Regions from separate parts of the Sus scrofa genome. Here regions 1, 2, 3, 4 and 5 are each linked to region 6. The links are chromatin contacts, called in public Hi-C, promoter capture Hi-C and targeted proximity ligation maps. All regions are on one chromosome and are shown on one strand. The core of a region is the stretch at or near the end of the contact, and the rest is flanking DNA. Distances in the headings are between cores, read along the strand shown. Region 1 holds the start of HMOX2 (heme oxygenase 2). Region 2 holds the start of DNAJA3 (dnaJ homolog subfamily A member 3, mitochondrial). Region 3 holds the start of UBALD1 (UBA-like domain-containing protein 1). Region 4 overlaps C3H16orf96. Region 5 holds the start of CDIP1 (cell death inducing p53 target 1). Region 6 holds the start of SEC14L5 (SEC14-like protein 5).

Evidence for each region. Promoter capture Hi-C pulls out the DNA fragments that hold promoters and counts their contacts. Hi-C and Micro-C count contacts between places; a contact is called where the count stands out from the background.
Region 1: a contact with region 6 is called in a promoter capture Hi-C map of fetal liver, with 3 times the contacts expected there. A contact is called at or near these places in 3 of 5 promoter capture datasets (fetal liver, fetal skeletal muscle and liver), 1 of 47 Hi-C or Micro-C datasets (skeletal muscle) and 1 of 2 datasets of targeted methods (alveolar macrophages).
Region 2: a contact with region 6 is called in a Hi-C map of retroperitoneal adipose tissue, with 2.4 times the contacts expected there. A contact is called at or near these places in 3 of 5 promoter capture datasets (fetal liver, fetal skeletal muscle and liver), 7 of 47 Hi-C or Micro-C datasets (alveolar macrophages, embryonic fibroblasts, heart right ventricle and 4 more) and 1 of 2 datasets of targeted methods (skeletal muscle).
Region 3: a targeted proximity ligation map of skeletal muscle shows a contact between it and region 6, with 3 times the contacts expected there. A contact is called at or near these places in 2 of 5 promoter capture datasets (fetal liver and liver), 8 of 47 Hi-C or Micro-C datasets (embryonic fibroblasts, heart right ventricle, liver and 2 more) and 2 of 2 datasets of targeted methods (alveolar macrophages and skeletal muscle).
Region 4: a Hi-C map of retroperitoneal adipose tissue shows a contact between it and region 6, with 2.3 times the contacts expected there. A contact is called at or near these places in 1 of 5 promoter capture datasets (fetal skeletal muscle), 7 of 47 Hi-C or Micro-C datasets (embryonic fibroblasts, fetal heart ventricle, mesenteric adipose tissue and 4 more) and 1 of 2 datasets of targeted methods (skeletal muscle).
Region 5: a promoter capture Hi-C map of liver shows a contact between it and region 6, with 7 times the contacts expected there. A contact is called at or near these places in 3 of 5 promoter capture datasets (fetal liver and liver), 3 of 47 Hi-C or Micro-C datasets (embryonic fibroblasts and liver) and 1 of 2 datasets of targeted methods (skeletal muscle).

Annotation. Positions count from the first base shown.
Region 1 is chr3:37,866,446-37,870,592 of Sscrofa11.1, forward strand. HMOX2 (heme oxygenase 2) reads right to left here and starts at 1,687. Exons shown (of 6, transcript NM_001244412.1): 1 at 1,616-1,687.
Region 2 is chr3:37,916,481-37,920,937 of Sscrofa11.1, forward strand. DNAJA3 (dnaJ homolog subfamily A member 3, mitochondrial) reads right to left here and starts at 2,661. Exons shown (of 11, transcript XM_003354626.4): 1 at 2,384-2,661. The coding sequence starts at 2,594.
Region 3 is chr3:37,750,812-37,754,956 of Sscrofa11.1, forward strand. It overlaps UBALD1 (UBA-like domain-containing protein 1), which reads left to right and starts at 2,451. Exons shown (of 3, transcript XM_021086690.1): 1 at 2,451-3,332. The coding sequence starts at 3,213.
Region 4 is chr3:37,785,648-37,789,829 of Sscrofa11.1, forward strand. C3H16orf96 reads right to left here. Exons shown (of 15, transcript XM_021086691.1): 5 at 4,126-4,182; 6 at 2,385-2,470; 7 at 1,943-2,053. Among named protein-coding and RNA genes, the nearest start is that of C3H16orf96, 14 kb to the right of the region's middle.
Region 5 is chr3:37,814,375-37,818,595 of Sscrofa11.1, forward strand. It overlaps CDIP1 (cell death inducing p53 target 1), which reads left to right and starts at 1,352. Exons shown (of 6, transcript NM_001244099.1): 1 at 1,352-1,411.
Region 6 is chr3:37,441,704-37,446,480 of Sscrofa11.1, forward strand. It overlaps SEC14L5 (SEC14-like protein 5), which reads right to left and starts at 1,425. Exons shown (of 16, transcript XM_003124623.4): 1 at 1,169-1,425; 2 at 391-506. The coding sequence starts at 453.

The DNA of each region.
Region 1 (4,147 bases), core at 437-2,936, 430 kb after region 6:
AAAGGCCGCAGATGTCTGTCCAGTTTTGCTTTTCAACAGACTCAACAACGGGTGAGCCAAAAGCAATGAATATTTTACTTTCTGTAACTCATCTTCTCGGCACTGTCATTTTCTAAAGCAGTTCATACTCCTGACTCTGGTGACTGACAGGATCTCACCTTACTGGTCCAGGCAAAGGAAAAACGGAAATCAAGTCAGACAATGGGGAAGACACACGTTTTTCCTCTTCTCATCCCCAGGCAAATGAGGTCACTCAATGAGTATGTTTCCAAGGTCCCTCCAATTCTCATACCCTCACCAGTGACTGGCCTTAGATACTGTATTCAAAAACTTTTTCCAAGTTCACCCAGTAAACTTGTAAATGCCCAACTGAACTGTGAGCTCCTGCTAAGTATATGATGTTTTGTCCTGTGATGTTTCTTTAAAAAACAAAAACAAAAAACTAATGAATAAAGCACAGATTTACTCATTTATATTCTTTATACATCTCAGAAAAACTAAAAATTTTAATAGGGCAGTTAAAATTAAAAAAAAAAAAAAAACCCACCCCGGTTAATGCCATAACAGAAACTCAAAAATATAAAAGCAGTAAGCTCCTGTTTCCTACTACTTGGGAGGACAGTGTAGCAGGAGGGGAAGACAATTTAATCCATTTCCAATCTCTACAACTCTACTTAGGAAAGAGCATGGGATCTGGGGACAGATGACCAGGTACAAACCATCTGTGCCATCTTCTTGGTTGGGAAATGCAGCTCGAGGCTGTCAACCTGAGACTCGTCATTAACCCCACGTTACAAGTGGGAAAATCATCAACTCACAGGGCTTTGTGAGGGGCTGAGGGAGAGGACTTCCTGAACCCGAGCGCACTAGACGATGTGTACCCTTTCTCAGTCACGCTCCGCTGTGGGTGCTTCTAAGAGCCACGAATACAACACAATAAGCACGAACAGCCCCAGCCACCGTTCCTCGGAATCAATTTCAACGGCATGACAAGGACAGGCCTTGTGCAAAGACTGAGCAAGGCGACCCTGGCAGCTTTTACGTGGCAATCAGTACACACCTAGGCACTGCGATTATGAGGCGACAGGTAGACTTCCCGCCAGACCAACCCACCGGCTGCCCCTGACGTTGGTCTCTCGCTATCTGGCGGCCGCAGGTCCCTCGGGAAGTCGTGACAGGGACTCAAAGGGCCCTCGGAACGAGGTGAGTCAGGAGGAGTAAGGGCAGAGCCCGGGCCCAACAGCTCGACGCCGGCCCAGGTCCGGGTCCTCGCCCGACCAAGGTGGACGGACGTGCCGGCTGGCAGATACCGGCTGCGAGCCCCGCTGGGGACGCCAAGTCCGCCCGCGACCCGGGGGTCAGCTCCCCCGGGGCACTTGTGACGCCGGCGGGGGGTGGGCTCAACGGGGACCAGCGCGAACGGGCGGTTCAGGCCTCCCCGGGCCTCCGCAACCATGTCTGGGAAGCGGGGTCCCCCCCGCCCCGTTCCCGGCCTGCCCTTGCTCCCTCAGGTGGGCGGCGGGACGTGGCCGGCCCTGCCCAGCTCCCGAGGGCCCAGGCCTGCCAGGCCCTCCGAGGAGTCGGAAGGAAGACCGCGCAGACCGCAGACACTCACCGGCCGCGGGGCCGCCTCGCAGTCAGCCTGCACCGCGTCCGCGCGTCGGTCGGCGACTCCCTCGGGCGCCGCAGCGGAGCGCGCGGCCCGACGTGCGCACGCGCGGAGGCGGGACCTGCGGAGGACACGCCCCTGCGGCGGGCGCGGGGCTGCGCTCCCCGGCCCCTCCGCGCTCCGCCCCGCTACGGAAGTCCGACCGCCGGGGAGTGAAAACTCGGCTTGGTAGGAGGGGTGTTTATGAGGACGCTCTGTGCTTAGCGCTTTTCTTGCTCCGTGTCGCCACCGCTTCAGGCTCATCGCGTTGGGCTCCACCTGCCCCTTCTGTTCGAGCCACACTGGTTTCCAGTCATTTCCGTAACCATCCACCTGGCTGCAGCTTGAAAGACTGGTTTTGTCCGGTATTGGCAAAGGTGTGGGGAACGAACAGTAATTCTTGGAATTATTGTGGAAGGGGGAAACTGTCTGGAAAGATGTGTTAAAACTTGGAATAGGTATTCTCTTTGATCCAGTGCTTCCACTTAGGGGTAGCTGTTCTAGACAAGCACTAGAAGCCAAAGAGACACCAACAAGGACGTTCATTGCAACACCATTTCAATGACAACCTTCAAACAACCTAAATATCTGACCATCAAAAGGGGATGGGATGGAGTTGACAGAGGCACATCCTTTCAATAAAGTTGTGCCAGTCAAAAGGAAGGGTGAGAAGTTCCCTTGTGGCGCAACTGGCCGGCTATTGCTGCAGCTTGTGGCACAGGTTGCTGAGCCACAATGGGAACTCCTATAGTCGGTTTCTTAACCTACTGTGCCACAGTGGGAACTCCTCACAATGTAATCTTTCCATACATATATTTAGGCACGTAAATGCATCCAAAAGGGAAATTTTACACACTAGAATGATAGAGGGATGTCGGGGTCACTTGTGCTATATCTGTACAATTTAAATTTTTTATAAGAATGAATAAATGAGTCACGCATTATTTGGCTATCAAAATCAAATGTAAAAGAATGAATTTCTTTTTTTTTTTTACACACTGTACTGCACCTTGCCCCCAACACACACATCAAATTGGTTTAAACCAAGTGACACTGATTGAAGGAGGGGTTGCCTCAAGAGGTCAAATGAGATAATGTGGGGCTAAGTCTGTGCCTGACACATAGGAGGAGCCCAGGAAAGGCTTCCCACTGTTATCATCACTTGTACATGTCACTGGGCTGGGTAACAAGTGTTTTGCAGCAAGTCCTTGTCAGATATAAAATCCCACAAGAAATGCTGAGTCACGGCTGAGCATATGCCAGTCCGTAGCCAAATCGCTTCCCTCAGGCTTTTGGGGACCATCAGTTTGCTGGGGCTTCAAGAAACAAGAACTTCACCCAGGCTGCCCGTCTGCCTGCCCACTTTGGGACAGCTCCCTGGCACCAGCATCACTGACCAGAAGCCTGGGGAAGATATCTGTTCCTTGTCACTCACGGCCTGCACTGATTTCCAGTCTTAACGTTTAGCAAGGCCAAAGGGCACTGGAGTCACTCTGGTCCCAGTGTGGCCCTGGGATGCTACTCCCAATTAAACCTGGAGGCCAAGGACAGTCAGCTTCATGGGTTTGTGATCAGAGCAGTCATACTGGGTCCCAAACCCTGGGCCTTGGGCTTGAAATTCTTGCTAATATTTTAAAATAAGGAGCCCTGGGAGTTCTTGCTATGATGCAATGCGATCCACGCATCTTGGAGCACTGGGACTCAAGTTCCATCCCTGGTGCCTGGAATAGTGAGTTAAGGATCCAGCGTTGCAGCAGCTGCAGCTTAAGTCGCAGCTATAGCTCAGATCTGATCCAGTCCCTGGCCTGGGAACTCCATATGCTTCCAGATGGCTGAAAAAGAAAAAAAAAAAAAAATCAATCAATAAAATAAGGAGCCCTGCATTTTCTTTTTGCACTGGGCCTTGTTATTGCAACTGGTTCCACCGGGGATCTTCTTGTTTGGATTTATTTCTTTATAGTAGAGGCCTCAGACCATTGAGTTTTGTGGTTTAAGCCATGCAGTGGAAGGGAAAACCTTATCTTTTATCAGAATAATATGCACTTGGGTTCCATTTAATAAGTTTTTATTGAGTTCCTACCAAGTGCTGGGCACTGTGCCAGCAGAAAGAGACAAAAAAAGACATGGGACCAACTCTCAGGAAGCCCTCAGTCGATATGATATAGATAATTTTGCCAGTGGAATAGAGATGGGAGTGAAATAATAGTCACTGTAGCCTAGAGGTCAGGGAGGGCCTCCTGGAGGAAGTGATGATTATGTGGAGTGTTAGGGAATGAGTAGGAGTTGGCCCTATAAGGTGGTGGGAGGAAGGTATTCCAGGCGAACACCTGGAATGTGGTTAACAAATCCAACTAGGAGCCATGAGGTTGCAGATTTGACCCCTGGCCTCGCTCACTGGGTTGAGGATCCTGTGTTACTGTTGGCTGTGATGTAGGTTGCAGACGCGGCTCGGGTCCGCGTTGCTGTGGCTGTGGCTGTGGCGTAGGCCAGCGGCTGCAG
Region 2 (4,457 bases), core at 1,411-3,910, 480 kb after region 6:
GGGCACAAAAGACAAGCAGGAATGTTGAGCATATCCAGAAAGGGAGCAAGATAAAGGCTAAAGTGACAGGAGAAAGAGCAGAAATCACCAGTAGGCTGGCGGCTACAGCTCCGATTCAACCCCTAGCCTGGGAACCTCCATATGCTGCGGGAGCAGCCCAAGAAATAGCAAAAAGACAAAAAAAAAAAAAAAAAAGTCAGCAAAACCTAAAAAGGTCTACTTTCACTCCTATTGAGAAATACAACATGACATCAAACCAGATAATCCTGAGGTCACCCGTGCAGATTATATTGCTCCATCCATGGGGAACTATTGGTGACAGGAACAGAATTAAAAAATGGGATCGCTTGACCAAAACCACATCCAATCTCTTTGTTCTCTGCTGTATCCCCAGTACCTAGAACAGTACCCAGCACACAACAAGTCCTCAATAAATACCTGCAAGTAAAAATTTTTCAAATAAGAAATGAGAGGCACCAAAGGATTAAAAAAATTCACGTGTGTGTGTGTCTGGCCCCAAAAGGATTAATTCACCCAGGTCAGTCTTTCAGTCTTTCTTGCACACACACACACACACGCGTGCTCTCTCACTCACACACACACACACACAACTTGAGTACTTTTGAGTAGTGTTCACCTTAGAAGGTAATCACATTACTGATACTTTAATGATTGCCTATTACGTAAGCATTACAAAATTGGATCTTCATTAAAAACCTTGTCAGGGCTCTTTAAATAATCATCTTCGTACGCTTACAGATAGTTTAAATTCTAGGGGACACAAACATCTAGCACAATTCAGGCACATATTTGGTTGTTAAATGTTTTCTCCTTCCTTCCTTATCTCACTGAAAGGAAGTCACCCAACACCCTCAGCAAGAAACTCTCAAGGATAAGTACTTAAAAAGCTTAATGTAGGAGTCCCCTGACGGGCTAGTGGGTTAAGGATCATATCTGCTGCCGGGGTATGAGTTCCATCCCTGGCCCGGGAACTTCCACATGCTGCGGCGACAGTCAAAATAAAAAAAAAAAAGGCTTACTATGTATTCATTCTACGTCACCTACAGCAACTAAGAAAGCAGCAGGTTTTGAAACAAGACTCAACCACTTTTTTTTTTTTTTTTTTTTTTTTTTTGTCTTCATGTCTTTTTTTCGGCCGCAAATGTGGCATATGGAGGTTCCCAGGCTAGGGGTCAAATCGAAGCTGTAGCCACCAGCCTACGCCAGAGCCACAGCAACGCGGCATCCGAGCCGCGTCTGCAACCTATACCACAGCTCACGGCAACGCAGGATCCTTAATTCACTGAGCGAGGCCAGGGACCGAACCCGCAATGGTTCTTAGTCGGATTCATTAACCACTGAGCCACGACGGGAACTCCAAGGCTCAACCACTTTATAGCTTTATGACATTCTATGAGTTAACATCTAAGCCTCAATTTCTTTATTTATAAAATAGAATAGGAGGGATCGGGAGCTTGGGCTTATCAGACACAACTTAGAATAAATTTACAAGGAGATCCTGCTGAATAGCATTGAGAACTTTGTCTAGATACTCATGTTGCAACAGAACAAATGGTGGGGGAAAAAATGTAATTGTAATGTATACATGTAAGGATAACCTGACCCCCTTGCTATACAGTGGGAAAATAAAAAAAAAATTATTAAAAAAAATTAAAAAAAAAATAATCACAGTGTCTATCAGATGGAAATGATCCGTGTCTGATAAATAGTAAGTGCTCGATAAATATTAGTTTGCATTTTTATCACAATAACCAACATATGGTCTTCTAAAAAAACACTAAGTGTGCCCTTCGATTTACACCATGTGGTAGAAAGCGTGTAAGCTATGTATGAAAGAACAACGCTGGGTTTGGGACAACTTTCCTTAACTACCTTTATGACCTTGGGCGGGTCAACTCCTCCGCTAGAACCTCGGTTTCCCGTTGTTTAAAATGGGGATGAGGATCCCCACCTCTTGCAGAATTGTTATTACCATCACGTGAGACCCAGCTAGCCCCAGAGCAGGTGCTCACCGAGTAAGCAGTTACCTCTTCCCTTCCGCTCCGGGCTAAAAGATGGAGGGATGGGAACGGAACTGGGCAGAAGACAAGCGGCAAGCTGGAAAGCCGCCTCCAGAAATGTTGACAGAGAGGTGAAGGTTCACCGCTACGGGACGTTTCATCTCCGCCGCCGGAGACTCCACGCAGCTGGGTAACCATTTGGGCCTCCTTCCCTCCTACGTGCCCATCTCCCCAAGCGACTCCGCAGGTAGTTCGGAAGACATGCTCCACACAGCTATCTCCATGGCCGGAGCGAAGCGAAGGACTTGGAGCCCCTCGAAGGTCTTGGAGCCCCTCGCTCGGTCGCTAGAGCCTGCCCTCACCTGTGAGGCTGACACCGGGTCTCAATGTCAGCAGCGCCCGGGCACCGCGAGCTCCGAGCGAAGACGCGAAAGCGGTGACGCTCAGATTCCGCCCGAGCGACGCCCCCACCGCACCCCCCAAGGGCGGCCGGGCCCCTCTCCTCGCTGCAGTCGGCAGCCACGGGGTCCCCACAGCCACCAGCAACAAGCGTGGGGAGCACCGCGCCGCCATCTTGGCCCGGGGACACTGCGCCTGCGCCGCCCGGCTCCTGGCTGCAGCGCCAGGACGACGCACGCGCGCAGCGCCGGTGCTTCCGGGGGCGGGGCCCGCTGCGCTCGCAAGAAGGAATACAAGTGTTGCGCGTGCGCGTCCGAAACCCATGCATTGTTTCCGTAGCCGACGCCGAAATGTGTATAAAAAGTGCTGTTAGGTAACTTGTCTCGAAGAGCCTCGTCATTCTGTACTGGACGATCAAGGCTGCACCTTTTCTGTTTAAGGACGTGGTTGAGTGTAGCCGAATGTAACTGGTCTGAGGGTTCCCGCAAGGGGCGGGACTACAAATCCCGGCGCGCAAAGGACCGTCAGTCCTGGAGATCCCATCATGCAATGCTCGGCTTCTTTCTTCTTGACCCTGAGACTTAGTTCAGCTTGCCGGGCCCTTAATCACCCGGAGTTCGCATGAGCTGCTGGAGTCTCTGCCTTACTCCCAAAGCCAGGCTTCGCGCTCACTTTTCCTCTGGCTGATTCCCCGGGAGCAGATCTTTGATCGCCCAACTCTCTGCCAAGCGCGTAATCTCTCCAAACCTGTAGAGACCTTGCGGATTGCGGAATGAGAGCCAAGCTACACAAAAACGAATTTTAAAACGTTCTGATCCCTTAGTGTCACGCACGTTCTAAAATGTTAGGGATAAAATGATGAACGACACACCATCCCTGCTTTGGAGGCGCACAAGATGAATAGAGGGACAGGCTCCTTAACAAATAAGAGTACATGATCAATAATATGGAAGGTATAGGGAGTTCCTGCTGTGGCACGGCAAGTCAAGGCTCCTGTGTTGTCTCTGTGGCAGCGGATTCCATCCCCGGTCTAGCGCGGTGGGTTAAGTTGTCGTAGCTGTGGGGAATTGCAGCTGCGGCTCAGTTTGGATTGCTGGCCTGGGAACTTCCATAAGTCATGGGTGCAGCCAAAAAAGGACAGTAGGGAGTTCCCCTTGTGGTGCAGCGAAATGAACCGGACTAGTATCCATGAGGACACAGGTTCCATCCCTGGCCTCGCTCAGTGGGTTAAGAATCAGGCATTGCGAGTGAGCTGTGGTGTAGGTTGCAGACGCTGCTTCTCGGATCCCACTTTGCTGTGGCTGTGGCATAGGCAGGCAGCTGTAGCTCTGATTCGACCCCGAGTGTGGGAACTTCCATATGCTGCGGCTGTGATAGCCAAAAAAAAAAAAAAGAAAGAAGGAAAGTAATAATATCAAAAGTATAAACAGTGTTATAGGCACCCAGGTGAGGGAGTTTCTCAAACAAGTCGGGGGCATTGGGGTGTCAGGGAAGGCATCTGAGAGGTAACATTGGAGTTGGACTTTGGTGAAAAGAGCATCAGGTAAAGACGGAGGGGCAGAGGATTCCAAGTAGCAAGAACTTCAAAAGCAGATTCTCTAAATCAAACATATTTAATTTAAAAAAGTATTTAAAAGCAGATGTCTGAAGGGCATTCCCATAGTGCCTCATCAGAAACGAATCCGGGGAGTTCCCGTCATGCCGAAGCAGAAACAAATCCAACTAGGAACCATGAAGTTGTGGATTTGGTCCCTGGCCTCGCTCAGTGGGTTAAGGATCCAGCATTGCCGTGAGTTGTGGTGTAGGTTGCAGACGCGGCTCTGATCCCGAGTTGCTGTGGCTCTGATGTAGGCCGGCAGCTACAGCTCCGATTCGACCCTAGCCTGGGAACCTCCATATGCCGTGGGTGTGGCCCTATAAAAGGCAAAAAAAAAAAAAAAAAGGAAGGGAACCTGAGGTCTCCTGGAAGGGTTTAAGACGATCTGTTCTCCTTGCTCCTGCCATCATCAAACCTGAAATTTTTGTGTATGTCGATGT
Region 3 (4,145 bases), core at 1,201-3,700, 310 kb after region 6:
TGGCTTCCTAGTTAGGAGTCCTTCAAGTCTAGACTTCACGAGCCTCCTGAGGGAGCAGGATTGCTGCTGATGCATTCCTGTCTTCCCAGACCCAGTGGATGCCTGATAAACACATCCGTGGAGTGACTGAAGGAATGCAGGGCTCTGGGCCCTCCAACTCTGGCAAGGTCCTCAATCTCCCTGGACTTCAGATAAGATGAAGGCACTGCCCCAAATGCCTTTTATCCCTCCCTTCCCCCATCTACTGACCCCGACTGTCAGGCCCCATCCAAGCCTGTTAAGAAATCCAAAGTCCACCCTCTAGCCAGGCTGATCCTGGCTGCAAACAAGCTTGTTTTTCATTCCCTGCTGCCCTTGGAAAAACAAGCTGGCTGGGGGGCCGTAGGGGCGAGAGGGCGGACCTTCGCTCCTACTACCCCACTGCCCCACCCCAGGCAGCTGGCTGGCCTGGAAGAGCTCCTTCTGGGCTGGGCAGGTCTAGGCAGGCACCTGAGCGAAGGTACTCCCTCTCTCGCTAAGCAAGAAAAGCCCCCAGTGGGTCCTGCCAGGGCAGTGCCCATCCTCCTTTGCCAGAAACACACCTGCTGCTCACTGGGCGCCTGCTCTCCTCCACGGGCTCTGAACACTGTCAAGAGTGTAAAGAGGTTTGGATTCCAACCTCGGTTTCCTCATCTGTAAAATGGGGCTTGGGTCCCCTAGAGCAGTCCGGGTGGAGGCAAAGAAATGGTGCTCCGAGCACCAAGCCCATGCCAAGCACCTCACTGGCATTAATCTGCCAGAGCAGTCCTGGGAGAGCTCTGAGCTCTTACCTTGGGTTTCACAAATGAGGAAACTGAAGCTTAGAGCCGGAGGACCATGTCCTAACATCAGAATCATTAAGTGGCAGAGTCGAGACTGACACTTAGGTCTGTCTGGCTCCAGAGCCTGCTCACCTTCCACCATGCCTTACTGTCCCAGTGGTAAGGATGTAGCAGTAACTACATTTAGAGCCGCCTACCCCCGTGCTGTGCCAAGTGCTTTGGCTGCATTAAGTCATGTATGATGTTTTGTAAAGGTGAAAGGCCATTCTTTTTTTTTTTTTTTTTGTCTTTTGTCTTTTTAGGGCTGCACCTGTGGCATATGGCGGTTCCCAGGCTAGGGGTCCAATCAGAGCTGCAGCTGTCGGCCTACACCACAGCTCACAGCAACACCAGATCCTTAATCCACTGAACAAAGAGGTGGGCTCCAGCCCCCCCTCACACCCCCCCATACCAGTGCCCAAGCCCCCATAACTTGGGATATTTCAGGTCTAGTCCACTAGTCCCCCACAATGGCCCTCCCACCAGCCAAAGATAACCCTCCCTGGAAGAGTTCAGGGACCCACGAAGCGCTCTTCAGAGAGCACTGCAAGTCCTCCTTCCATGCACCTGCCCCCGGGTGGGACAGTGCTTTTGTTCAATCCAATTCTGCAACAAGGCCCTGAGCAGAGACGGACTGCCCTGGAACCAGACACACCCAGGACATCACCTGAACTGGAATGGACCTCCCCCCCACATCTGGTCTCCACAATGTTCAGACACAGTGACCCTAATGCGGACACTGGATCAGATCTATTGAAGGCCCTCTATGGCTGGCCTTTAACCCACCACCTCCAGGGCCTGTGCCGGTTTCCTTCCTGAGGGCACCGCCCAAGCTTTCTACATCTGCCCTTGGAATTTTTTTTTTTTTTTTTTTTTTTGGCCAAGCCCACAGCGAGTGGAAGTTCCTGGACTAGGGGGATCCCCTGCCACAGCAGTAATACGAGCCACAGTGGTGATAACGCCAGCTCCTTAACCCGCTGCACCACAAGAGAACACCTGTCCCTGGGAATTTTGACGCATGCCCCCACCCCTGCCCCCAGCCCACCCTTTTTTAGAGTTTGTTCTCTGTACCTGGGACCAGGCACAGAGTAAGGACCCAATAAATAGCTTCTCGTCTAATGAAACTGGGGCCAGGGAGCGAGAGGAATCTGGATAAGGTCATTCTGGGCGGAGGTGACTGAGCCTTCCACCCCTCCCGCCAGTTCCGAATCCGCCAGGCACCCCGCACACCAGATCTGAGACGTCAACCGGAAGACGAGCGTGCGGAGCTGTAAACACAGCCCGCAACACCCCACCCCCGAGCGCTCTTCAACCCCGCCCCCGCCATCCACGTGACGTGCCCCCGCCCGCCCCCGCCGCTGCCTCATTGGGCGGCCAGCTTTGTTTACCTTATATGGCCAGGTCCTAACACCGCGCGACCGCCCATTGGCTAAGGTGCGGCCTCACTCACTTGACGTCACTCAGGACTGAAGATGCAAATAAACCGAGGCATTCTGGGAATTGGAGTTCAGGGCCATCCCGGAACTGGCTCCGCGCGGTCCTGGCGCCCGCAGTCTGAAAGCCGAGATTTCCGGCAAAGCGCACGAGATTTTGCGTGGGAAAGTGGGAACCTTGAGCGGAGAGTACCCCTAGGCCGCCCTCCCTTCCTCAGCCGTACATCGAGCCTACTGTGAGCCTGGTTGAGCGCCAGGCCGGGGAGGGACCCGCGTCGCGAGTGGGCGAGGCGAGCTTGGACTCTGTGCTGGGGAGACTCGGAAGGCTTTCTGGAGGCTGTGACTTTAGGCAGAACTCTGAAGGGCAGATTCATTCAGTCACTGAACGGGTATTTATATAAGCGCCCACTGTGTGCCAGGCCTTCTGGGTCTTACGGCCCTAGTGCTGCCGATTTGTACCAAAATCCCAACTTCTCCCCCCACCCCACTGCCCAATAGTGCGCCCGCTCGACACAGAGGGCTGCCAACCACCCTGGGGGTCGGGATCCTCGGGTCCTAGCCAATATCCTGCGACCCGCGTTTGCGCCCATGCAGTCTGGAGTCCTCGCCTCCGGACCCCTCCTCAGTGTCGGGGATGGGGCGCGGGGCCCCCAGAGCTGCGTGCTCGTCCTGGTCCTGTACGCAAAAGGCGCCCAATGTTCAGACACACCCTCGGGCCGGCCCGGCCTGCAGCTCCCGTCCGGGCGAGGCGGAAGCGGCGCGGGACTACATCTCCCAGCATGCCCCCCGCGGCCCGGAGTGAGGCGAGGCTCGGTGAGTCAGAGCCGCACAGTAAATATTTGTATTAGCCGGAGCCGGCTCGCTAATGGTGGACGCGTGAGGCGGAGGAGCGCGCGGCGGCTGGAGGCCGGAGCGGGCAGGCGGCGGCGGCGGCGGCGCCATGTCCGTGAACATGGACGAGCTCAAGCACCAGGTCATGATCAACCAGTTCGTGCTGACGGCGGGCTGCGCAGCCGACCAGGCGAAGCAGCTGCTGCAGGCGGCCCACTGGCAGTTTGAGGTGCGCGGCCGGGCCGGGGCGCGGGTGTCCGTCCCCCGTGGCGGCGCGTGCTGCGGGGTGTGTGCGGGCCGGTGTGGACACGTGCGGCTGTGCCGGGGCCGGGCCCGCGCACTCGGCCCGGTGTTCCGGCGGTCGCGCGCCCCGGCGTCCGGGCCCCAGCGCGCACACGCGGCGTGTGGGTCAGGCCCGGCTGCGCGGCCGTGTCTACGCGGCCCCCGGAAACGCAGCCCGCTCCGGGTGGGCGGGAGGGGCAGCCTGGCTCCTAATCCCCGCCCCCCCATTCCCCGGCGGCCGGGTTACGGGGATCCCCCCGCCCCGCGTTTTGTTCTGGTAATGGCCAAGGCGAGGCGGCGCCGAGGCCCCGACGGACAGTTGGGCGGGCGGCAGGAAGAAGGACGCCCCAGCACTGGCCTGAGCCGGGCCCTCGCCGCCCCCACCTTGGATATGGGAGCCCCGAGCCCGCGGGCGCAGCTGCCCGCCGTGTGTGGGTCTGACGGTCTGTGTGTTGGATGGGCAGCCCGGTGCCGCGTGTCCACGTACATGTGCATTTGTATTTACGCACGCGCCACGCTACGTGTGGGCACGTGTAAACACGCAGTCCACCCGGGGCACGGGTGCGGGTGGGGGGGGAGGGTGTGTTCCGTGTACACACTGGTCGCCGTTTTGCAAACGGTGCTTACGCATGTGCACACGAGTGTACAGGTGGTGTGTCGGAGCGCACACTACAGCTACGGGACGGCATTTGTGTGCCCTGCTTCAGAGGCTTGTCCAGGTTCCCTTCTCTGTGCTGGCTAGTGACTCTACCATGGCATC
Region 4 (4,182 bases), core at 299-2,798, 340 kb after region 6:
AGAGGGGCCTGGACCCGACGTCTTCCTGGAAGAGCAGGCACTGGATACACATCAGCTATCTCAGTCCTCTCCTGCACCGAGCCAGAGCCCGGGACACAACAGTCTGTGCCAAGAACGGCTTTGCCTCTGGCTTATCAAAGACACCTGTCCATTTGCAAAGGGAAAATAATGCTTTCACCTCATCTGAGTCACTAAGAAAGAGCTCTGTCCTCACTCTCCTGTGTGTTCGTCGTGGGAAACACCCCGGGAGAAGTGCTCTAAGAGGACGGAAATGTTTCCATCCTGACTGGGTGGTGCTGACGTGGCTGTACAAAGAGGCGAAAATGAATCGAGCTCTGATGCTTCAGGCCTCGGCATTTTCCTGAGTGTCATTTATTCTTTGATTAAAACCCAACAAACACTCCCTGCACTCCCCTGCAAAAAACAGAAGGGCCCAGGCGGCGTCCGTCTTGTTGACTGCTGTTTCCTCGGGCCCTGGAAGGGTGCCTGGGGCAGTGAAGGCTCCACAACACTGGCTGAATGGCTCAGGGAATGAATGGGGATTTCTCTGGCCACCTGTCAGGCCCAGGACATTCTTTCCTGGCATCCAGGTAAAGCAGGGGCAGCGGCGCTTCCCCACCGGCCCCGATGCTGTGACAGAACCAGAGCAGAGGCACCTGCCCTCTCTCCTTCCTCCACTGGAAGGGCTCCTCAGGGCTGCTGGTCTCCTGCAGCCTGGGTTCGTTTGAGAACCATCCAAGGCAACATGTGGAAGATAAAGCCCCATTCCAGATCCTTCCAGGGTTCACTCCTACAAGGCATTTGTGCTCGCTGGCACACGGGGGAGGAAGGAAGTCTGGACAAAGGCTGACTTGATCCATTTGGCCTCTTGGGCCAAACTCCTCTTGAGTTTCTCTGAGCGAGTGACAGCTCCTTGGAGGCAGATCCTGTGTCCCCCCAGGCAGGGCGGGACATGGGGCTGGACGCTCAGCAGACGTGCTGAACAAATGGGCTCCGGTCTCCATCCAGGAAGGACACCAGTAGGTCCCTGGGACACGGCAGCTCCACAAGGGCTGGGAGTTAGCAGGAGGCACTGCAGTTCCTGATGCTGGTACTCACACAGGTCTGCCCAGGACAGGGCGTCCTGCACTCCCGCCGCCCAGATGCTCCCAGGCCTCCCCACTGCAGCTGGGAAGCGGTGCCCCTCTGACAAGCTCTTCTCCATCCAAGTTGCCCTGCAGGCACAAGCCTGATGACCCTGTGTGACCTCAGGAGGGGGAGCGCTGCCCTCCCCTTTCGCTTCCCACATCTAGCCCACTCCGCCAATAGCCCCCAGCTTGGAATCTGAAGCCCCCCATGGGACCCCCTCAGGTGGGTCTGTTTGGAATTTTGTCTCTTTAAAACCTGGGGGAAAAGTCATCTCCTCCTACTGACCCTTTCTGCAAAGGTCTGGGATGTCCTGGGGTGGTCAGGCCAGGGTTACGGGGCCGGGGCTGTGAGCCCACGGGAGGCAGTGTCCGGTACAGGAAGCCCTGGGAGGTGCTGTGCAGCCGTCCTCGTGTTTCTAGTCTCTGCTGCCCCCACAAGGCCCCGCTGACTAAGACCTCAGAAACGAGCTGCTTCAGGGAAAAGCCATGCCCGTGACAGTTGGCACAAGAAATCCTCTTATTCCTGCACTGACTCAGTCCGCACATTTTGAGCCTTCACTTTACACAGGCGCTCTTCTGGGGTGGGTGACCCAAGCAAGGCAGATCCTGGTCAGGCCGTCGGGTTTATGCGGGGGTGCGGGTGGGGATTTGCTCATTTTTTACGGAAGCATAGTTTATGCACAGTAAAATACCAGCACCGTGTCCCTGGCTGCCCTCCTTCGGGGCGTCTGTGAAACGTCTGGAGAGAGTGACTGTCCTGCTGAGGAGTCCTCCCTCCTCCCAGCTGCCCGTCCTGGTCTCCCCAACCCCCGAACCTTTAACTCATCCAGGTGGGTCTGGAGCTTGTCCACTGCCCTGTCCAGCACCACGTGGTGGTCCTTGATCATTTCGATTTGGTGGCCCCAAATCCTCTCAAGTTCTTCCTCCTACAAAGGGAAACAGACATCCAAGGTCTGAGGTCCCCATGGCTGGGAAGGGACTTGAAGGGACCAGAGGGTGTGTTCCCAGCCTGCCAGCCAACAGCTACCTAAGACCAGGCAGCCGCCCACCACTGGCACCCCAGCACCAGCCAGAGCAGATCTGCCTCCCCAGGGTGGCAGCTGCCTTCTGAGCCCCACTCCCTCCCCAGGCCTCCTTTCAGCTCCAAGACTGATGCCTTGTCCGGGAGGGCAGGACCTCTACCTGGCTCTGGGCACGAAGTCTACATCACCTAAAGCCATCACCTTCTCAAATGCCTTTTCTGCCCAGGACACTGACCCTCATCCTGGATTTCTGGAGGATGCCAATCTTCTCCTGCAGTACGTCTACTGTTGTCCCAAGCTTGGAAGAGGCTCCCATATTAGCTGAAAGCAAAGAAGGGGGTGGGTGGCAGGGATGCAGAAGATGCTTCGTCTAGAGCTCTACCTGCTTCCTGTATGGGATACCTCAGGCAGTACTGGAGGTCTTTAAGATCATCTAAAATTTTCCAGTGGCCACAGTTTTTTTTTTCTTTCTATGGCCGCACCTGCGGCATATGGAAGTTCCCCAGGTTAGGGATGGAATTGGAACTGCAGCTGCCCGCCTGCGCCGTAACCACAGCAATGCCAGATCCAAGTTGCATCTGCCACCTACACTGCAGCTGACATCAAGGCTGGATCCTTAACCCACTGAGCAAGGACAGGGATGGAAGCCGCACCCTCATTGATACTAGTTAGGGTCATTACTGCTAAGCCACAATGGGAACTTCTGTGGCTTTGAGTTTTATATTTCTTTGTTTTCTTTTTTTAGGGCCGCATCTGCAGCATATGGAAGTTCCAGATCCAAACACCAAATCTGAGCTGCATCTGCGACCTACACTGAAGCTTGCAGCAATACCACATCCTGAGCCCACCGAGTGAGCCCAGGGATAGAATCTGATCCTCTTGGATACTCGTTGGGTTTTTAATCTGCTAAGCCACAAGGAGAACTCCACGTTTCATATTTAAATGAATGATGATCAGAACCTTAACTGTGCCACAGTATTCACTGATATTAAGATGGATCTTTCTCTTTTTTTGGCCATACCCATGGCACAGGGAAGTTCCCAGGCCAGGGACTGAACCTGAGCCATAGCAACAGTAGTGACCCAAGCCGCTGCAGTGACAACACTGGATCCTTAACCTTAGCCACGAGGGAGCACCAGTGTGGATCTTTTTAGCTGCTCAAAGTTTCACTTTTTCAAGATTTGTGGAAGGGCACTGCCCATCAGAGGCGGCATCACATATGGACTTGACTTAGCGTAATTCAACTGTTATACTTGGCAGAAAGCAAAAAGCAAGATAAAGGTTCAAAGAGAGGAGGACAGTGGGTCTCAAAGTGGTTTCCCTGAGCCAAAAGCAGCCAAGCAGCATCCTCTGGAAACGATGAGGAAGGGAAACTCTGGTGCCCCACCCAGATCAACAGTTCAAAAACTGCAGGGCTGGGCCCAGCCACCTGTGCCTTACCAAGCCCTGAGGGATACATGCGGAGAACCACGGGAGAGAGCCATGCCTCTTTCCACTCCCCACAGTGAACAAATGCCCGTGAGGGGCATGAAATGGTCCTACTGCCCTCAAACACCACTGTGGTCTTTAAGGACATGTTTGCCCAGCTGTTCCTCGTCCCAGCCTGACCCCTTCCTCTGGAGTCTGTTCAGTGCTGCTAGACATTCTGCTGGTTCTGGACTTACTGAAACACTGTGCAGAAATACTGTTTTATGGGCTGCTGAAAGGGAATTTCCAAGGGTAATTCTGACTTCAGATTTTCTGCCTTAAGCACCGACCTTAGACCCTGACCACCCTCTTCTCTAGGACCTCGCTGTACACTCACTGTAAAAGGACACACTAGTAAGAGTTTAATGCTTAAGCCAAAGGAATGAATGGCTAAAGGTTAACTGGACACTTCGTTGGGAAAGGTAAACCAAGGAGAGGAGATGCTTCTCAAAGGCCACGGGGAGGGCCCTGAGCCCTTGTCACCCTTCCGGGAGCCAGGCCAGGCCTACCTAGGTAAGTCATGCGCTGCTCTAGGCTGGCTGACAGCTGGGCAAGCTCTCCTTTCA
Region 5 (4,221 bases), core at 102-2,601, 370 kb after region 6:
CAGAGCCACAGCAACGCAGGATGCGAGCCGCGTCTGCAACCTACACCACAGCTCACGGCAATGCCGGATCCTTAACCCACTGAGCAAGGGCAGGGACCGAACCCGAAACCTCATGGTTCCTAGTGGATTCGTTAACCACTGCGCCACGACGGGAACTCCTATACTTCAACTTTTAAAAAGAAATCGCTGCAAACACTGAATTAGTGAATACTGAACCACTGCTCCCAGGCGAAGTGCAGGGTAAGGTTCCTGCCACCCAGTGATCACATTTGCATCAGCTCATTAACATATATCCATGTTTTGAGTGTTTCTGTTTAAAAACACCCTATCTCATATACCTTATTTCTTCAGTAACATAGAACTCAAGGCCCAGAGCACTATAACTCGTGCCTGAACAGTTTATCCAACACAGGTATTTTCTGTGTAAAGCACATCACGGCCTTCTTGCCCTCAGGAACACGGACCAGAGCTTCAGTGCCATGTTTGAGGGCCATATGAAACAGCAAAACCAACCAAAAGCACAAAAATACGAAAAGCATGGCACTAAAAATACCTCCTCACTCGCTAACAGTATGAGAGCTGGAAAGCGAAGGCAGAGTGTTATCTTATTTAAGCTCAGCTTGGACTCTCCACCGCAGGCAACTAAAACCCTTCCCATCTGGCCATGTCCACATAACTCACGGCGCCTAAAACCCAGTAAATACTGGTGGAATAAATGAGCAAATACGCGTGGAAGGAAAGTGCGCCTTGCTCCGATGTGCCGGGTGCCAGAGGGCCGCCCCCCTTATCTTCCCGTCACTCCCGCACGCGAACAGAAGACCCCAGGCCCTCCCACGTGCCTCGCCGGACTCGAAGCGCTTCTGCTCCCTGACGTCACCAGAGCTACTCACGTGCCGCCTCGAGGCTCCGCCCCTTCGCATACCTCACCGCCCGGCCCCTCGCCATGACGACACCGGCCTCGGCCCTTCTCCAAAGCCTACCCGCCTCCATCTGACAGACGCGCAACCGCCAACTGCGGAGGCCGTTCTTGCTGCTGGTGCCGCGGCCACGGTGCCACGAAGACGGTGAGTCGCCGCCGCCGTTCTAGACGGCTTCTCGCGGAGCCCACGGGAGGGAGAGACGGGTGCTCGCGGTCCTCGCGGCGAGGGGGGGTCGACGTAGGACCGTTGGGTGGGGGGGCCCTCCCCGCCCCCGCCCGCGGCGCCCGCGCGGTGCACGCCGGGCCCTGTGGTCCACTTGGCCCGTAGAACGAGTCTCGGGCTCCGGGAGGGACTACATCTCCCAGAGGCCTTTGGGCGGGCGGGGGTCGGCGTGCGCGCAAAGCCCTGCGAGGCTGAGGGTCTCGTCCTCCGAGCTCCTGTACCGCGTCTCTGTCGGCGTTCTCTTGGTCCGGGGCTCCCGGCCTCTCGAGGTAAAGGGATCCGGGGGCGGCGCAGCGGGCAGGTCACCTCCTCCCAGGACTCCGATGCGATCCATAGCGGCCATAGGGTTTTGACGTCGTACTGTCGCTGGGTTGACCATACGCGGGGCTGCGGTGACAGCTTAGCCAGGCCCGGGCGGGCGCCGGGATCGGTGTCCCAGAGGCTGCTGGCCGGCTCCTCCGGCGGTCCTGCTTATCACACCTCCCACATCCTCTGCACAAAAGATTGGGCAAACACCATTTTTGGTTTTCCAAGGGGGCTGTTTCCTCGAGGAGAGGGCCTTGGGAGGAGGGTCCCGGCGACAGAGAAGCTCCATGGTGACCTTGGCAGGCCCGAGGGGCCCCGCGTGGCTCTCCCTCCCCCGCCCGCGCCGGCTTGGCTACATCTGTCAAATTCTGCACTCTCGGCCTCACACGCCGGCGGCGTCAGGGATGGAGGCAGTGACCTGGCCTAGCTTTGGGCCCAGCCTCATGCCCTCGAGGACCTTGGTGTGGCTGAACTCTCGGCGTCATGCGAGCCGGGGTTGGGCATTTGGTTTGTGTAAGGGGATGCGTGTTTCTGTTTTCCCTCTACATGTTCCCAGGAGGCCCCTCAACAGGTGTCAGGTAAGGAGCAAGCCTCTGTTTCTCCACTGCGGGCCCAAGATCTGCATCAGTCACTGGGGCCTTTGTTAAAAGGACACCCACTCCCAGAGGTTCAGATGTAGTGGTTACAGGATGTGCCCCAGGCTCTATTTAATAAGTTCCCCAGACAATTCTCAGGCACATTAGGGCTTGAGAACCTTTGTGTTGGAATGAGGAGGTTGGAGGGCCTGGGGCCTAGCGTACCTGTTCTGTCTGTATCCTGTGGGCTGCTGGCAGGGCAGTGTCTGGCATGTGTGACCTCTCCCCTTGGTGCTTTGTTTCTTCCCTCAGGGCTCACCTAAGAGCTGATGGGGAGAGGCATGCCAGCTTGGCCTTGCCCCCTGCTTGACGCTGAATTATGAAAACTTTCAAACATACGGGAAAGTTGAAGAAGTATTAGAGCAAATGCCCATAGACCACCACCTAGAATGCCCAACAGTTACTGTACTTCATCAGCAATCTTTTTTTTTTTTTTTTTTTTTTTTGCTATTTCTTGGACCGCTTCCATGGCATATGGAGGTTCCCAGGCTAGGGGTCGAATCGGAGCTGTAGCGGCCGGCCTACGCCAGAGCCACAGCAACGCAGGATCCGAGCCGCATCTGCAACCTACACTACAGCTCACGGCAATGCCGGATCATTAACCCACTGAGCAGGGGCAGGGACCGAACCCGAAACCTCATGGTTCCTAGTCGGATTCGTTAACCACTGCGCCATGATGGGAACTCCTTCATCAGCAATCTTAACCATCCAGCAGTCCATCCTGCGTTTCTGTTTATGTGTCAAAGTAAGTCGCAGATATGTCTGTCGCCCTCCCAAACAGTTAAACGTGCGTTTACTTCTAAGTTGAGTCTTAGAATTCTTGGTTTTTTTGTTTTTTTTTTTCCACTAACAGAAGCCTTGGGTATTTGAAAGTCTTTCTCTCTCCCATCCCTGAGGAGCTTGGAAGTTTGGAGATTTTTCCATAGGCTGGGCCTCTGGAACCAGGAAAGAGAGTTACATGTCCTCTTACAAAGATTTGAAAACAGCAGGCTCTTAGGCTCTTAACCTTAAAAGCAGAAACGTGGATTGTGTGACATAGAATAATACCTCAGAGAACAAAACTATTTTGGGGGGAGCGAAGGGAATGTGTCCCAGAGGCCAGGTGGCCCCACAGGTCACCGTGGCAGAATCGACGTCAGTGATCAGCCTGCGTGCCGTTTCTGCCCTTTATGCTGTTAAGCTCGCCGGGTTTGAACCTGCTGGTTCGATGTGTTTTCTAAAGCTCCTGGGGTGCAGGGCTGCGTAGCCCAGTTCACAAGCTCTGAGTCCTTTGGCCCAGGTCCTTTGCTCTGTAGCCGCAGACGCCAGCCCCTAACCCTGTTTGTGGTCTTGAGAGAGAAAAGAGACAGGTCCTGGGAAAATTTGTCTTCTCTTTCAGAAACACTCTTCAAAGGGCGTGGATGTATTTTTACTCACATGGCACAAAGGGGAGCGTGGTCGTTAAAGTCGTGGCGTCTTATACCAATGTCTCTGCCCTGACAGGGAGGATGGCACTTGTGCCAGTGAGAAGGCAGCATGCAGCAGGAGCTCTTAGTGGGGAGGAGAGCTGGGCTGGTAGTGGTGGCATGAGACTTAGTGTATCCCCACAAAGGGACTTGGAAGTGAGTGCACGGAATGGAAACGCGCCAGTTTCTAGGATCCCACGAAGGCCTCGCACAGTCTGGAGTCCTCCAGACGCATCTCCCCTGGAGGCGGTCAAGGCTGCAGTGCAACTTAGAGCTGCAGAGGATGGGGACGCCTGGCCTGGGACCTGTGGCCGGCAGAGCCTGTCCCCCTGAGAGGGTCCCCACACAGGGAGATGCGGGTCTGGTCGGCCCCTGAGCCTGTGGACCCATGGCCTCTCCTACTCTAAGTCATCAGGCTCTGGTGACAATGCTGGGGTCCTGGGACCCGTACTGCCTAGATGCCGCAGACCACACTGGAAGCCTTTCTGTCACTCCCAAGCTGTGCTAGGCATTTGCCCTCCCAGAACCTCACTCGCTCCCTCTGCGATAGGAGAAGAGCAGCACCCCGGCCAGACGAAGAGCTGGAAGCACCGAAAAGCCCAGGGCCTCGAACATCGGAGCAAAGGTGGACGAAGCTGTGCAGCGTGGGCTGCGGACGTGCAGGGCCAGGCTGATTCTTTCCACGAAAGCGGG
Region 6 (4,777 bases), core at 175-2,674:
CTCAGTGAATGGCTGCTGTCATCATCATTAGTATATATATAATAATAACTATTATTATTACACAAAATGACAGCAGTGGTTTGGCCCCTGACATGCTTGTTTTCTATTGAAGGGGACCGAGATAAGAGGACAGATAAGCTTCAACAAGGAAAGGAGGGAAAGACCTTGTGTTTTGGTCAGTGGGCAAGGGTTCCGGAAGTTGTGATGAAAGGTGGGACGGCCAGGCGAAGGGTCCTGGTTAGAGGCTGGACCCACCCAGTCAGTGGAGTAGCTCATTAATTCCTTCTGATCGGGGGGTTCAAGGGGGTCTCCCTCTTCTTACCATCAGAGCTGACCTCTGGTATCCCTCCACCCGTCACACAAGGGACCTCAGGGTCGGGGGTCACTCACCGCCATGACCAGCTCGAACGGGTACTTGTAGACGCGGACAGGAGACTGGTACTTCTGCACCATGTTCTTGCAGGACGACCAGCGAGAGCCACCCAGGCAGGAAGTGGGCACGGAGCCTGAGTGAGGGCGACTGGTGAGGCGGCAGCGCCCACCCTGTGAAGCAGGAGCCCTGCCCACTGCTCCCTAGCCAGGGGCAGGCCCACCCTTGGCGCCACCCACACATCTCCTCAAGTCAAGGGGGCCAGGGATCCCCAGATTACTTTGGGCCAGTCCCCAAACCCCTGTTCTGTCCGTTACCCTTGGCCCCCGACCACTCTCCCTCCTCAGGATTAATCGGTACACACAACGTTTGGGCCCCACCCCTTCATGCTGAGGGTCATGGAAAACCCAGTAAGTCCAAATGGAAACACATACATTCGCAGTTCTCACACTCCCACAATTCCTTCACCCACGCAGCCCACAGCCTGCCACCGACATCCGGAACACACAGTCCCCCCAAGATTCATTGCACCTGCCCTCCCATTTTCCTCCAAGACACATTAACATTCAGTCCTCACCAAATTTCACACGCACACACATGTACGACTGCCCTCCCACACGGGGCTGCCCTTGCAAACGCACTCAACTTTGCACACACACCCAGCTCCCCGGAGCACGCACCTACCCAACTCCAGGCTCTCATATAATTCTCCTGATGCGCACAGACGTTCACACACATGCACACACACCGATGTACACGCACACACGCACATCCCCCCCCACCCCCAGCCCTGCTCACCGTCGCCCTCGGAGTCTCCTGGGACACAGCCCCAGGGCAGTGCGGAGCTGAGCCCTCCAGGGTCCCCTGCGGCCGCCTGGCCCGAAGCTCAGAGCCTGGGACTGGGTGCAGCTGCGGTCGCTGAGCTGGGGGCGTCTGATCCTGCACACCCTGCGGCCGGGCGGGTCAGGGAGGGACTTAAGGGACGGGAGCTAGCCCTGCCGGGGCGGGAGCGCTCCAGGACCCAGGACAGCGGAGATCTTGGACTGGCTCCGCCCTCGTCCCCCCAGCCAACCCCTTTCCTCCGCCCCCGGCTCAGCCATGGCCCCGCCCAGATTTACCCCGCCCTGGGCAGGCCCCGCCCCAGCCTGGCCCCGCCTTGGACTGGCCCCATCCCAGTCTTAGTCCCGCCTTTTATTCTACACTTCCTTGTTTGACCACGCCCCGCCCCGCCCTTCCTCCCGTATGGCCCCGCCTCACGCAGGCCCCGCCTCCATAGGTCCCGCCCCTAAAGCACTCGCCTCGCGCGTGGCCCAGCCCCAGGAAGACCCCGCCCCCAGGCTGCGGCTCTAATCTAGCTCTGCCTCCAGGCGAACCCTTGCTTGTCCCGCCCCTCTATCCCAGTACAGTTCCCTAACTCGGGCCAACCCTCTCTCCTCCTGGACTCTGAGTCCGGTCCCTCCACTGGCCACGCCCCAGAACCCTCTCGGTTCTGCCCCGAGTAGCAGGCCTGTCGGTATCTGGTATCTTTCATTCACTTTGCAGTTGTTTACACATCGCTTAAGTGTTAGGACTTATCAAGTGCTGAAGAGTCATCAGTGAACAAAACAGGTAGAGTTTTGTGGAGTTTACATTCCAGTGGGGGAGACAGACATTCGATAAGTGAGCCAAATATATAGCATTATGTGAGATGGGGGAAAATGCCAAGGTGAAAAAAATAAACAGGGAAGGGATTCAAGGAGTGAAGGAGGTCCTGTTGTGGCTCAGCGGAAATGAACTGGGCTAGTACCCATAAGGATGCGGGTTCGATCCCTGGCCTCGCTCAGCGGGTTGATACGGCAGGGAGAGTGTGTACAGGGAGACAGATATATCATTACACTTGTGACAACCAATCCTTTTTCTTCCTTCCTAGCATTGTGTCACACTCTGCAATCACCTCCTTTATTCATCCATTCATTTATTTGTAGGTCTGTCCAAGGAGAGCGTGAGCTCCGCGAGAGCAGAGACTGTGTCTTGTCTGTCTTATTCATTTGCCCCACGGCAGCAGGGTCTTCCTGGGGATCTGGCAGCCGTAGATGCTCAGTGCGTTTTCTTGGCTAAAGGTTGTCCAGGGTAGAAATGGAGCACGCGATTCCTATCATTGCCACAAGGTGGCAGCAAAAGACCGTCAATGGCTCCTTCTTGGTTAAGGTTATCAAAGCTGGAAATGGAGCGCACGATTCCCATCCTTGCCACAAGGTGGCAGCAAAAGACTGTCAATGGCTCCTTCTTGGGTAAGGCTAAAAATAGAGTGCACGGCCCCCATCTTCGCCACACGGTAGCAGCAAAAGCCCGTCCACGGCTCCTTGGGTCTTCTAGAAGGGGAAATTGCTGGGCAAGGTAGGAGTAGAGGGAAGATCCGCTCTACTGTAGGTTCATCAGAGAAATTCCCAGGCTCCTCCCCGACGTCCGTGCAGGGCACCAAGTGCTCGTTCACACTGTTGGCGGTTGTGACAACACGAGAGGCTTGAGTTGACCCAAGATAATCAGAGCGGAATGTTTACACCTGAAAGGATCGGGAGGGGCAATCTGTTTTCTCGGGCACCATTTGAGAAGAGCCTGGGCACGTGCTTGTTCGCCAGCTCCTCACGTGGTTCTTTTAAACAGACGCGTCTGGCCGTGCTGGCTAGCAGATCTTGGAGGGCACTCCCGGGGATTCCTTAGGGAACCGAGGATGCTCGGAGGTGCGCTCCGGAGGGGGAGGTCGCTCCCGAGAGCTCCTCCTACATGTGGGCGTGGCCCCCGCCCCCGTTACTCTCTTCCACCCGGGCAGAATCTTCCCGGCCGCCCCCACGCGTGTGTCTTTTGCCCCCGAAGGTGACAGCTCGTGGGAGTAGGAGGCGGGGTGGGAGATGCAGGGAGCAGGGGAGTCAAGAAAAGCCACAAGCAGCATAGGAGATTGCGGGGAGGCTCCAGGTCTCCAGGCTACTCTCAGCGCCGCTCCGCCTCCGTCACCATCTGGTGAGTACATGAGGGGAGGGGGTGGTGGGAGGTGGGGAGTTCGGGGGTGGCCAGCTGCGTGGGTAGAGGTCCAGAGGGAAGTGAGAGCCTAGCTCCCTCCTCCTCCAGCCAATGGAAGCGAATTAGTAATCACACCACCTTCCACCTGCTTCCTCTTGCGAGTTCTCCTATCAATCACCCTACCATTTATTGAGCACTTATTTAGCACCTGTTGCATAGTTCTAAGGCTTTACACACCTTCACACATCTAATCCTCCAAAATGACTCCTGCAGTGATGAAATGTTTTGGCACGCCAAGAGGTGGCGGTTGCACAACACTGAATGCACTAAATGCCACCGAACAGCACACATGAAAATGGTTTATTTTATGTTATATAACTAGGCTTGAATTAAAACTAACCAAAAAAAAAACTTTTAAGGCAAAAACTTGTTACCCTTCAGATTAAAGATAAGGAAACTAAGGCACAGAGAGGTTGAGCAACTTGCCCTAGGTCGCACAGCTAATAAGGAACTCAAACCCAGGGCTTCTTCTCCCAGGGCTCTAGCTGAAGGACCTGGATGATGGGATTTTGCAGCCTGAACTGCAAAGATAGCCAGGCATCCTGGCTCAGGATTGAGGAGGTTCCAAAAGGGTGGTCTGATTTGACGGAACGCTGGGGTCATAAAGGTCAGAGGCAGGACCTTCGGTCTCTATCTGCTGCTGCCTACTTGCCCTACAGGAACTGAGCCAAAGCTGTGTTTTGGTAGGGTGGGTTTTGAAGACTCCAGCAATCACCGCACATCTTTGACTATCTCCCCGCAGTTCAACCCCTGCCACAGGAAATTCAACTATTAGTAATGCATTTCTTTGAGTAAAACGCTGCACCCAGTCCAAACACAGAGGCCCCCAGAAAGCATTGTGCAGGGACATGCCCTCAGTTGGAAAGCTCACTGTGATACTAGGGCCCTTGACTTGGGCCCTGGAATATATAAAGGGCCTGGAGGGGTGCTGAAGCTGTGGAGAGGGGGGTGCTGTCTTGCTGTGACATGATACACATCCTATAGAAGTTACCAGTTTTAATCATTCTCAAACATAAAACTCAGTGGCTTTTAGTACATTCACAAGATTGGTCATCCACCACTGCTATCTCGTTCTAGAACATTTTCATCGCCCCAAAAGAAAACTGGTACCCCGAATTCCTGCTGTGGCTCAGCAGGTTAAGAACCCAACTAGTGTCTGCAAGGATGCATGTTCAATCCGTGGCCTCACTCTGTGGGTTAAGGATCTGGCGTTGCTACAAGCTGTGGTGTAGGTCACAGCGGGGGTCAGATCTGATATTGCTGTGGCTGTGCCGTAGCCTGATTCGACCCCTAGTCTGGGAACTTCCATATGCCATGGGTGGAACCTTAAAAAGGAAAAAAAAAAGAAAA